Regions from separate parts of the Mus musculus genome. Here all the other regions are linked to region 2. A link is a contact called in public Hi-C and promoter capture Hi-C data. All regions are on one chromosome and are shown on one strand. The core of a region is the stretch at or near the end of the contact, and the rest is flanking DNA. Distances in the headings are between cores, read along the strand shown. Region 1 holds the start of 4930429H19Rik (RIKEN cDNA 4930429H19 gene). Region 2 holds the start of Fam174b (family with sequence similarity 174, member B). Region 3 overlaps Chd2 (chromodomain helicase DNA binding protein 2).

The links. Promoter capture Hi-C pulls out the DNA fragments that hold promoters and counts their contacts. Hi-C and Micro-C count contacts between places; a contact is called where the count stands out from the background.
Region 1: a contact with region 2 is called in a promoter capture Hi-C map of stem cell-derived epiblast-like cells, with 4 times the contacts expected there. The contact joins the promoter of 4930429H19Rik here to the promoter of Fam174b in region 2. A contact is called at or near these places in 2 of 39 promoter capture datasets (pre-B cells and stem cell-derived epiblast-like cells).
Region 3: a Hi-C map of cerebral cortex shows a contact between it and region 2, with 4 times the contacts expected there. The contact joins the enhancer-like site here to the promoter of Fam174b in region 2. A contact is called at or near these places in 3 of 39 promoter capture datasets (embryonic stem cells, hematopoietic stem and progenitor cells and stem cell-derived epiblast-like cells), 3 of 484 Hi-C or Micro-C datasets (Th1 cells, cerebral cortex and embryonic stem cells) and 1 of 115 datasets of contacts at active chromatin or transcription factors (embryonic stem cells).

What each region holds. Positions count from the first base shown.
Region 1 is chr7:73,309,106-73,312,183 of GRCm38.p6, forward strand. It overlaps 4930429H19Rik (RIKEN cDNA 4930429H19 gene), which reads left to right and starts at 1,275. Exons shown (of 3, transcript NR_105062.1): 1 at 1,275-2,750.
Region 2 is chr7:73,738,319-73,741,659 of GRCm38.p6, forward strand. It overlaps Fam174b (family with sequence similarity 174, member B), which reads left to right and starts at 1,989. Exons shown (of 3, transcript NM_001162532.1): 1 at 1,989-2,510. The coding sequence starts at 2,185.
Region 3 is chr7:73,432,091-73,435,066 of GRCm38.p6, forward strand. All of the region lies in intron 38 of Chd2 (chromodomain helicase DNA binding protein 2), which reads right to left. Among named protein-coding and RNA genes, the nearest start is that of A730056A06Rik, 58 kb to the left of the region's middle. Within about 2 kb of position 1,716, at least 12 of the 459 cell types and tissues checked have an H3K27ac peak or open chromatin away from gene starts, as enhancers often do. A contact at or near this core is called in cerebral cortex, where this site is marked.

The DNA of each region.
Region 1 (3,078 bases), core at 25-2,524, 430 kb before region 2:
TCTTGGGCTATGAATAGCATGTTATTCCATGAGAGGGACTTCTGTGACTATTAGTCCCTCCTTCTGTCAACCACCCCTGAAAGCTAAGCACGAGGGCTCCCAGTGTCCCCACTTTCCACCAAGGCTCCGGGGAAAGACACAGAGATGGAGATGGTGATAAAAGCAGGCCCGGGCCCTCATTCACTCAGTTCTACCAACCTTTCCGATGGCACCAAGTTGCCCAAGAGCTAGACAGGGCAAAGAAGCAAACAGGAGGTAAGAGGCAACTCTTATGGAAAACCATAAATGCTTCCAGCAGTCCTCCTGGAATACGGATTGATATGAAAGTCATCATGCCTAGTTCTCACAGATTCCAGGTCATACACATCCAGAATACAATGCAGCCAGGCCCAGCAGTTCCTCGTAGGCCAAACACACTACTGCAAACTTGCTTCCCAGGTGATTTGTTATGGGTGGGAACCCTAATCTAGCTACAACTCAATTTAACCATCGGTAATTCCAGCAGAGAGCTTTGAGCTTGTTTGGTGCAGGGGAATTGCCTTTTGAAACAACAGTCTGGAGGCATGCCAAGCCAAGATGTAGCCACAGTTTACCTAGGGCATCAGACAGTGTGTTATTATTTCCTGTAGCCATACCTGACTCTGGCGTGGAGCTATGGACTCTGCAAGGAAGAGTTATGTCCTCCTCATCTGAAGAGAAGCCAGGCTGGTAGGAAGTGTGAGCAAGTGTGTCCTGATAACATCAGGGAGAAGGCAGCATCCAATGGCTTTGACTTTCCATCGATTGGAAAATAAGCAGTCACTGAAAAGCCAGGGCGTCCTAGCATATCTCCAAAACACAAAGGTTCGCGTTCAGTATGTGTCTGTATCTCTGTCCCCTTTTCTCCCTTTACCTAGATGTCTCTCCGTCTTTGGAATTCCCAGAGATGCCTATGAATGTGAGTGCCCTGTCACAGAGCTTCTGAGTTTGAATTCTCACATGGGTTTCTGTCAGGCTCCATCTGCTTCCAGAACTGTGTGCAAACACTTACATCCAAAACCCAGAAAAAAAGGAGGGGAGACATAAAACATTTTTATTTGTTCTGACCAGAAAAGACATATGATCCAGATTGTGTGAAAGAAAGACCGAAAAAGAAAGGGAAACAGATTGTCGGTCCTGGTCACGGCCCACAAGGAGCCTCTCATGCCCAAACAGAGAGGTGCCTGCCTACGAGTAAACCAAGACGCAGCGCGTATCCCACGCCCGACAATGCAACATTCTGAACCACTTCCCTCATACAGACCCGGGATGACATTTTGACTTTCTAACTTGTTGCTGTATGGGATTGAACAAATCATTTAGCCTGAGACTGTTCCCTGCTTTGTACAACAGTGCCTAGGAAATGCTAATGAGAAAACGGGAGTGGTAGCGATAACGGTAATAGTGATAATGCTGCTAGTGGAGGAAAGATGGCGACGGTGGTGATGATTCCGTCAAGATGTGATGGTGGCGATAACAGTAGTGGCCGCGTAGATGGTACAGAGATGATGGTGATGCTGGTAGAGGTGGAGACAGCAGGAGTAGTGATGACGACAGCGGTGATGGAGGCCATGGTGGCGGCTGCAGGGTAACCCTGTGATCCGTGCTGGTGTTCGTGGTAGTCCGTGGTGGTGGTAGCAGAGGCAATAATGACAATAGCTAAGGTGGCGGTGGTGGTGTTAGCCGGAGGTGGTAACAGTGGTGACGGTGGAGATGGTAACTATGGCAGAAGTAATGGTAGTGTTAGAGGTGGTGTGGGCGAAGGCTTTGGTGGTGAAAACAGAGCGACTGTTGGTGGGAGCGACTGTGGAAGCCATGGTTGCCATAGTGCTCTTGGAAGTGGGAGGGGCTATGTAAGCTTGCTCTTTCAGATGCTTTCCCCAGTTTGGTTGCCCTTTAGCAGGACCAGACCAGTCAGTGACAATGTGTCTCTACCTTTCAGAGACATTTCTCCCTAGAGGACTTTCAGAGTCACCATTACATGCTGCAAACCCTTCAGCCCAAGTCAAATAGAACCTAGGTGTGATTTTTAACTCCTCAGTCCTCAGCAAATGGAGCCCAGGCCACCTTCAGGGCTGGGGAAGTGCTGTGTCTCCTCCTCCCGATCTTTCCACTTCTCGCCTCCCACAGGGCCTTTCCACGTTCTCCCCTTCTCCGGTTCACTCTGAAAACCTGACGTCTTGCTGACTCTCTGATGAAAAAAGCAAGAGAGAACACTAAAATACAGATCTCTCTCACCAAAGCCTTCCTCTCCCTGTCCCAGCTACATAACATTTCAACGAGGTTTGAAAAACAAACTGGGAACCAAGGTGCATCTCCTACTCAACAAACTGGAGTTCCAAGAATTTTGAGTCAAGGGCTGAGTGACAATTTATCTGTAGTGAGATCTCTCTCTTTTTTTTTCCAGTACATACTAATTGTATAAAATAATGGTTTTTATTGTGACGAATTTCACACATGCATGTAACACTTTTGAGTAACCCATTTTGAGAATGTTAACTGAGAGCTCCTTTCACTCTTACACAAAAGGTTCTGAAGAACCGAACCGTGAAGCAATTTTGCAGAAACTGTGTTCTGTGGAGGTTTGGGGAAGTATCGGACAGTGGGGATATGAGAGCTGAGTTGGGACCCAAGCTCAAGTCCGAAGCCATGACCAGCAATCCATGCCGTCTCTCACCCCTCCATCTCGCATCTGCATCGCATCTGCAAACTGGGCATTAATCTACACAAAGGTGAAAAGTCGATTTGTAAATGGTGACGGACTCTATAAACATGGGGAGTTTGTTTATTCTCTGGTTCACATAAACATCTTTACTTTTACTTTTATGAAAGTTGTGGGTCTCAGACTGAACTCAATCGTTTTGCATAGCTGGGCATGATGCTGCCCTTCTGACCCTCGCCTCTGCCTCCTAACTGCTGGGGTTACAGGTATGTGCCACCATGCCTGGCTTATGTGTAACTGGGAATTTAACCCCAGGCTTCATTCACGCTAGGCAAGCTTGATCAATTGATCGCTATCCCAAACCCTGAACATAAAGAAAATAAACTTTCTTTCTTTAA
Region 2 (3,341 bases), core at 739-3,238:
AATTGTGGCAAAAAGAGAGAATGCCAATATTATTTTTATTTATTTGTATGTTTGTGTGCCTGTTTCTCTGTCTGCATGCACTACCTGTGTGCAGTGCCTAGGGAGGCTATAGGAGGGCGCTGGATCACCTGAAACTAGAGTTAGTTTTGAGCCACCTGATGTGGGTTCTGGGAACTGGACCAAGGTCCTCTGCAGCTTCATTTCTCTAGCCCCCGTTTTACAGATGTTCTCAGTGGCCTTATCATGCTTGCAATTGCTTCCTTCTCTTTAGATATTAAAAACCTGGTATTCCCCAGTTAAACCCTTGCTGGCCAAGGTCACTCAACCGTCAACTTCCATCCTGGTTGAGAGGCTTTAAGTTGGGAACACTTTCCCTCTACTATACAGAACTTTCCTCTAACTAACAAATTTCAAGGCTGTGACATCTGAAGCTTGGGGAATTATGGACGTCACACCTAGATCTTTAGGGAATTTTCTGTGTATATTCTGATACGAAAACAAGACTTCTCCATCAATGTAGTTCAGAGCTGGAATACTTTAACCATAGGATTTTTCTTTTCCTTTTTCTTCTTTTGGGTCTGGATCTTACCATGCAGTTCTGGCTATCTGGGAACTCACTATGTAGACCAGGATGGCATCAGACTCATAGACATCTGTCTACCTCTGCCTCCTCAATGCTGGGATTAACGATGTGCTCTGTCTAGCAGATGATCTTTCTCTCTCATCCCTGTAGCATGCTTGAAAACACTTGATACACAAAGTGCTTGGTGGGCAATGACTTCTGGGAATCTCAATATTGCTCACCCCACCCCCACCCCCAGTGTATATGGCAGACAGCTGTTAGGTGGCCCTGATGCTCCCGCTTCCTGTTATTTACGTCATTGTGACGCCTTCTTTCCTGAATTGTGAACAAAGAGTGGTGGTATGCATCTAATGAACCGATTCAGGAGAAAGTGTGGGGGTGTCACATCTGTAATTAAGTTTTACAGAACTGTCTTCTGTCCGGCTCCCTGAATTTATTGCTAACTGGGCTTGAACACGTTGAAGATGCAAAACGCTCTGTTGGAAATTCTCACCGTTAGAACTTAGGGCAGCTTCTGACAGACAGAGATGGGGAATGGAGGTTCGGGGCTAGCAGTTTGTGAAGCGCTGAATCAGTCAGGGAAAGCCAGTTGAGCTCGGGGACAGATCAGCTCCCATGTGAACCTTTTGAGGAGATCTGGGGGAGGGGGTATTAGTTTGATCTTAAACTTAACAAGATACCTTAAAACAGGACAACCCAGATAATGGGGATTGTGGTGACCTACTAGGTTTTGGGATAATTTGTTATGGAAGCTTGGTTATGTAACTATAGACAATGAATGCATCGTTATATTTGTCTGTTTCTCTAGCAGGACCAGAAATGAGCTGATCAAAGTCTCTTGGTCCTTGTTCTGTATGTTTAGATATTTACTGATCATTGGGGAGCACCTTCCAGATCATCCAAGGTTCTGTAACGGTTGCTCCAGGAACCCACTCAGCACTGTATCAATTCCTGGACTCCCAAGAGAATAGTCTTTCCCCACCCCAACATTACTTAGTTTATATACCAGAGACAGAACCACAATAAATTACTCCTTGGAGTTTGAAATTTAAGTCTGGTCTGGAGAAGGAGAGATTACTTCCAAAGGTTCACCAGCTGAAGTGCAAAGGGCTTGCAAACTCTAGGTGGGAAATCTGGGTTGCTGTGAGCTGACTCCCTGCGTGCTAAATCAACAAACCAGGGCAAAAGAATACCTGTTTCCAGAGAGGGCTGCCATACTGAAAGAAATAAATCGCGTGAACAGTTCATCATTCTGCCTGCCCGGAGCAGAGTGAGCCAAGCAGTTAGGATTCCTCCATGGGGTCTTAGGTCCTGATCGGGTTGGGCTACCCAGGGGCGGAGCGCAGCGGGGACCCAGCCGAGGTCTGCCCCGCCCACGCGGGGCCGAAGCCCGTCGAATGACTCTGTGCAACGTGTTGGTGGCTGCAGCGGCGGCGCGGGTTCTTCCGGGCTCTGCAGCTTCCTGCCGAGCATCGCGCAGCCGCCTCGGCAGCCGGAGACCCCGGCGCAGGCCTCCCGGGTGCCAGCCTCTGGGGCTCAGGCCTCCGGGGTGCAAGCCTCCGGGACGCAGACCTCCGCACCGTGCGTGCGCATAGTGCACCATGAGCGCCCTGCCACCCCAACCGCCGCCACCGCTGCTGCTGCTGCTGCTCGCGCTCCTGGCCGCGCCCGCCGCCCTCGCTCGCAGAGCCGAGTCCGCTTCGGCCTCCCAGCCCGAAGCAGAACACCAGCCTCCGCCCGGTCCCGGGAATGCTACCCAGCTGGGATCCGGCATGGCGGGCGGGGGAAGCTCCAACAGCAGCGTCGACGCGGTGGTGACCCGCATCTCCAGTCTGCTTCGTGACCTGCCTACCCTGAAGGCGACGGTGATCGTGGCATGTGCCTTCAGCGCGCTGCTCATCGCCTGTCTGCTGCTGCGCGTCTTCAGGTGGGTCGCGTCGCCCAACTCCTTGCCCTGCTGGCTCCATGGGCGGCGTCACCATGCTGCTGCTGCCGCTGATGCCACCGCGCGTCCTCCCCACCTGCGCGCACAGGTGCTCGCTCTCGGCGCGCTCTCGCCAGGCGCGCACTTTTCTGCTCTCTGCCTGGGTGGGATCCGGAGGGCGGGCGCGTGCATTTGGTTCTTCCAGGGCACATCTCAGGAACCGTTTCCCCCTTTAAGGCTGTTTGGTGTGTTCCAAGTCCTAGATTCTATTGCTTTCCTCTGTTCACGTTTAACACCAACTTTGAGTTCCGACCACCTTCCGTGGAATGTATTTTTATGCCCACCTCACAGACAAGGAAACATTCAAAGAGAGTTGGCTTACACAGGTACTCAGCGCTTGAGGGACAATTTGGACTAGGGTTCTCCTATCAAGAACTTTGCCCCTTTCCCCCTTTGGCAGCTCTCCTCTGTTTTACCAGCTCTTCGCCCTCTTTCACCTACAGAAAGCAGAAGCAGGGAGCGAGGGATGCCAGAGGAACCTGGGGACACTTGCTTCACACACCTGATGTTGGTTACAGGTTTCAGGAGGTTTGGTGACCCATGATAGCTTTGGTGACGGCCCTCATTGTTCACTTGGAGTCAGCGAACGCCCAGAACGGCTCTGAGCTTGGAGGTTTGCAGCATTTAGCTCAAAATAGTCCCAGCCCACACAGCTGTGTACTTTTAAAAGAAGGCATTTGAAGTATTTTGCCAGTCTGCTCCTTATTACCCAAGAGTGGGGGAGAAGACAAAGCACATGTGGCCAGATGTGAGGGGACAAAGTAGGAGATGTGG
Region 3 (2,976 bases), core at 466-2,965, 310 kb before region 2:
CCCATTGAAGGAGTTACAGAGACAAAGTATGGAGCTGTGACAAAAGGATGGACCATCTAGAGACTGCCATATCTGGGGATCCACCCCATAATCAGCTTCCAAACACTGACACCATTGCACACATTAGCAAGATTTTGCTGAAAGGACCCAGATGTAGCTGTCTCTTGTGAGACTATGCCGGGGCCTAGCAAACACAGAAGTGGATGCTCACAGTCAGCTATTGGATGGATCACAGGGCTCCCAATGGAGAAAGTACCCAAGGAGCTAAAGGTATCTGCAACCCTATAGGTGGAACATTATGAACTAAGCAGTACCCCGGAGCTCTTGACTCTAGCTGCATATGTATCAAAAGATGGCCTAGTCGGCCATCACTGGAAAGAGAGGCCCATTGGACACGCAAACTTTATATGCCCCAGTACAGGGGAACGCCAGGGCCAAAAAGTGGGAGTGAGTGGGTAGGGGAGTGGGTGGGAGGGTATGGGGGACTTTTGGGATAGCATTGGAAATGTAAATGAGGAAAATACCTAATAAAAATATTTAAAAAAATAATAATAAAATTAAAAATTCACAAGAAAACAGACTAAAGCGGTGGTCCTCAACCTTCCTAATGCTGACCTTTAACACAGTTCCTCACGTTGTAGAGACCTCCATTCATAAAATTGTTTCTGTACTATTTATGAATCTTAATTATTTTCTACTATTGTGAATTATAAAGTAAATCTCTGTGTTTTCTTGGGTGACCCTGTGGAAGTGTTGCTCAACCCCCAAAGGAGATGTGCCCCATTGGTTGAGAAAACCTGTCCTGACCACTAAGTCAACAGAGGATACTAGAAAGAATATTTCAATCTGAAAAGGATGAATATGCCAAAGAAATCACAGGGAACAAATAAACAATGCCAGGACACATAGAGCAGTGTGTGTGTGTGTGTGTGTGTGTGTGTGTGTGTGTGTGACACCCATGCACATAGGAGTATATTGCTGTCAATGGTGTTTTATAGGCCATCTAATACATTACTAGGCATGGAAAGTATCAGGAGATATGAAATATAATGAGCTAAGCTAATCAAACTGAAATTGACTCAAATGACATCATCAGCAGGTGAGGAACAATTCTGATAAGTACAGTCTAGTCAGCATACCACACTTCAAGCAGGATAACATTAACAACAATTTCAATTTCCAGAGGAAATGGAAAATGGCAACATTATTTGGAAAATATTGAAAATCTTTCAAATTTATAGGTATGAAAAATAACCCTACATATCCAAAGAGCTGGGTGATTCCTGAGTAAAAGAAATGCAAAGAAAAGTGAGTCAGGGCTTCAATGTGCTGAGCAGAAAGCACCTGCTTCATGCACTCAAGCCCGGGGTTAATCTCTGTACTCCATTACAAGGGAAGGAGGCAGGGAGCGCAGGCCGGCAGGCAGGCAGGCAGGCAGGCAGGCAGGCAGGCAGATAGCACAGCCTATGATAGGGGACAGAACCAGGCATTCAACAGTAACTGTCCGTAAAGAGGAAAAGGGAGAAGACAGGCGTTTTTGTCAGAAGGCATAAAGCAGACAATGGAGGAGCATCTCACAGTACTGAAACTGGTTACTGAAAACTTTACATCCAGCAAAAATACCCGTCAAAATAAACACCTCCTCACAGTGCAGCCTCAGTGAACACAAGGACAAAAGGACAGACCAGGCAGAAATGCAGACCTGCACAGAGAAGCCTGAGGAGATGATGGGAAAGCAGGAGGCAGAGAGCATGCAGGCTCCCTCATGAGGTGGCTAATGCAGGCGACAGCTACGCATCTAAATGGTAGATCTCCCAAAACAACAGCAGGAGACAAAAACGCTGTGTAACTATTGCCCCACTTTAAATTCACAGAGCAGTCTATAAGCACAAAGCATAACATCTGCCCAGGGAAGCCCACAGGTGCCAAGAAGTTCAGTCAACAGCCAGATGTTAAGTGAAGTCTCTCACACTTGCCAACTCACAGTGTGAAACTGGCTTGTCACTTCACTAATGGCACTGCACAGCTGTAGAGAAATAGAATTTCAAAAGGCTGACTTAAATTATTGGATCCGGGTGGGCAAGGACCACAGACTGGTGCCCACCTCATGTGCCATGTTATGAACTACTACCATTGAGTCTGTATTGTGTGTATTCACTCATAGGTGATGTGTGGACACACATTCAGGTGTGTGAGGTACGTGAATGTGGAGGCCAGAAGTCAGCCTCAGCTAACATACCTCAAGTACCACTCAGCTTTTAAAGAAAAGCATCATACTAATTTATTCATCTATTAACTCTGTGTGCACATGTGTGTGTGCACATATGCCACCATCCACTGTGTACACATATGCCACCATCCACTGTGTGCACATATGCCACCATCCACTCTGTGCACATATGCCACCATCCACTGTGTGCACACATATGCCACCATCCACAGGCAGACTGACCTCAGCTCATCAGGCGTGGCTGCAAGCACCTTTACCAGCTAAACATCTCATTGCTCTAACCTTGTTTTTTTGAGACAACATCTCTCACTGAGACCTGTAGCTTAACGATTAGGTTAGGCTGGCTGGCTACTGAGTTGCAGAGATCCTACGCCTCTCTGATATTTGCAGGGAAATGGATGGGGAAGGTACACAAGGTGACTCAAACTCAGAATTCTCCTTTATATGTGGATGCTGCCCCGTAATGTACACATGTAGTCAGGTTTAAGAACAGGAAAATTCTATGAATCTAGAAAGTAAACCAAGAGGAGATATATTATGTGAGAAGAAAGTACGGTGGCATGGGACTTCCAGGACACATGGGACATGAAAGAGGAAAAGAATCTGGCAGGGAGTCACAAGGGGAAATCAGGACAGTAGGAGGGTGGGAGAGATGGGGGAGGAGAAACAACTTTGTTCAAAAATGCCATAGTGATATGGAACACATTATATGCTGACTTGAAAATATAATAAAACCACAAAAGAGT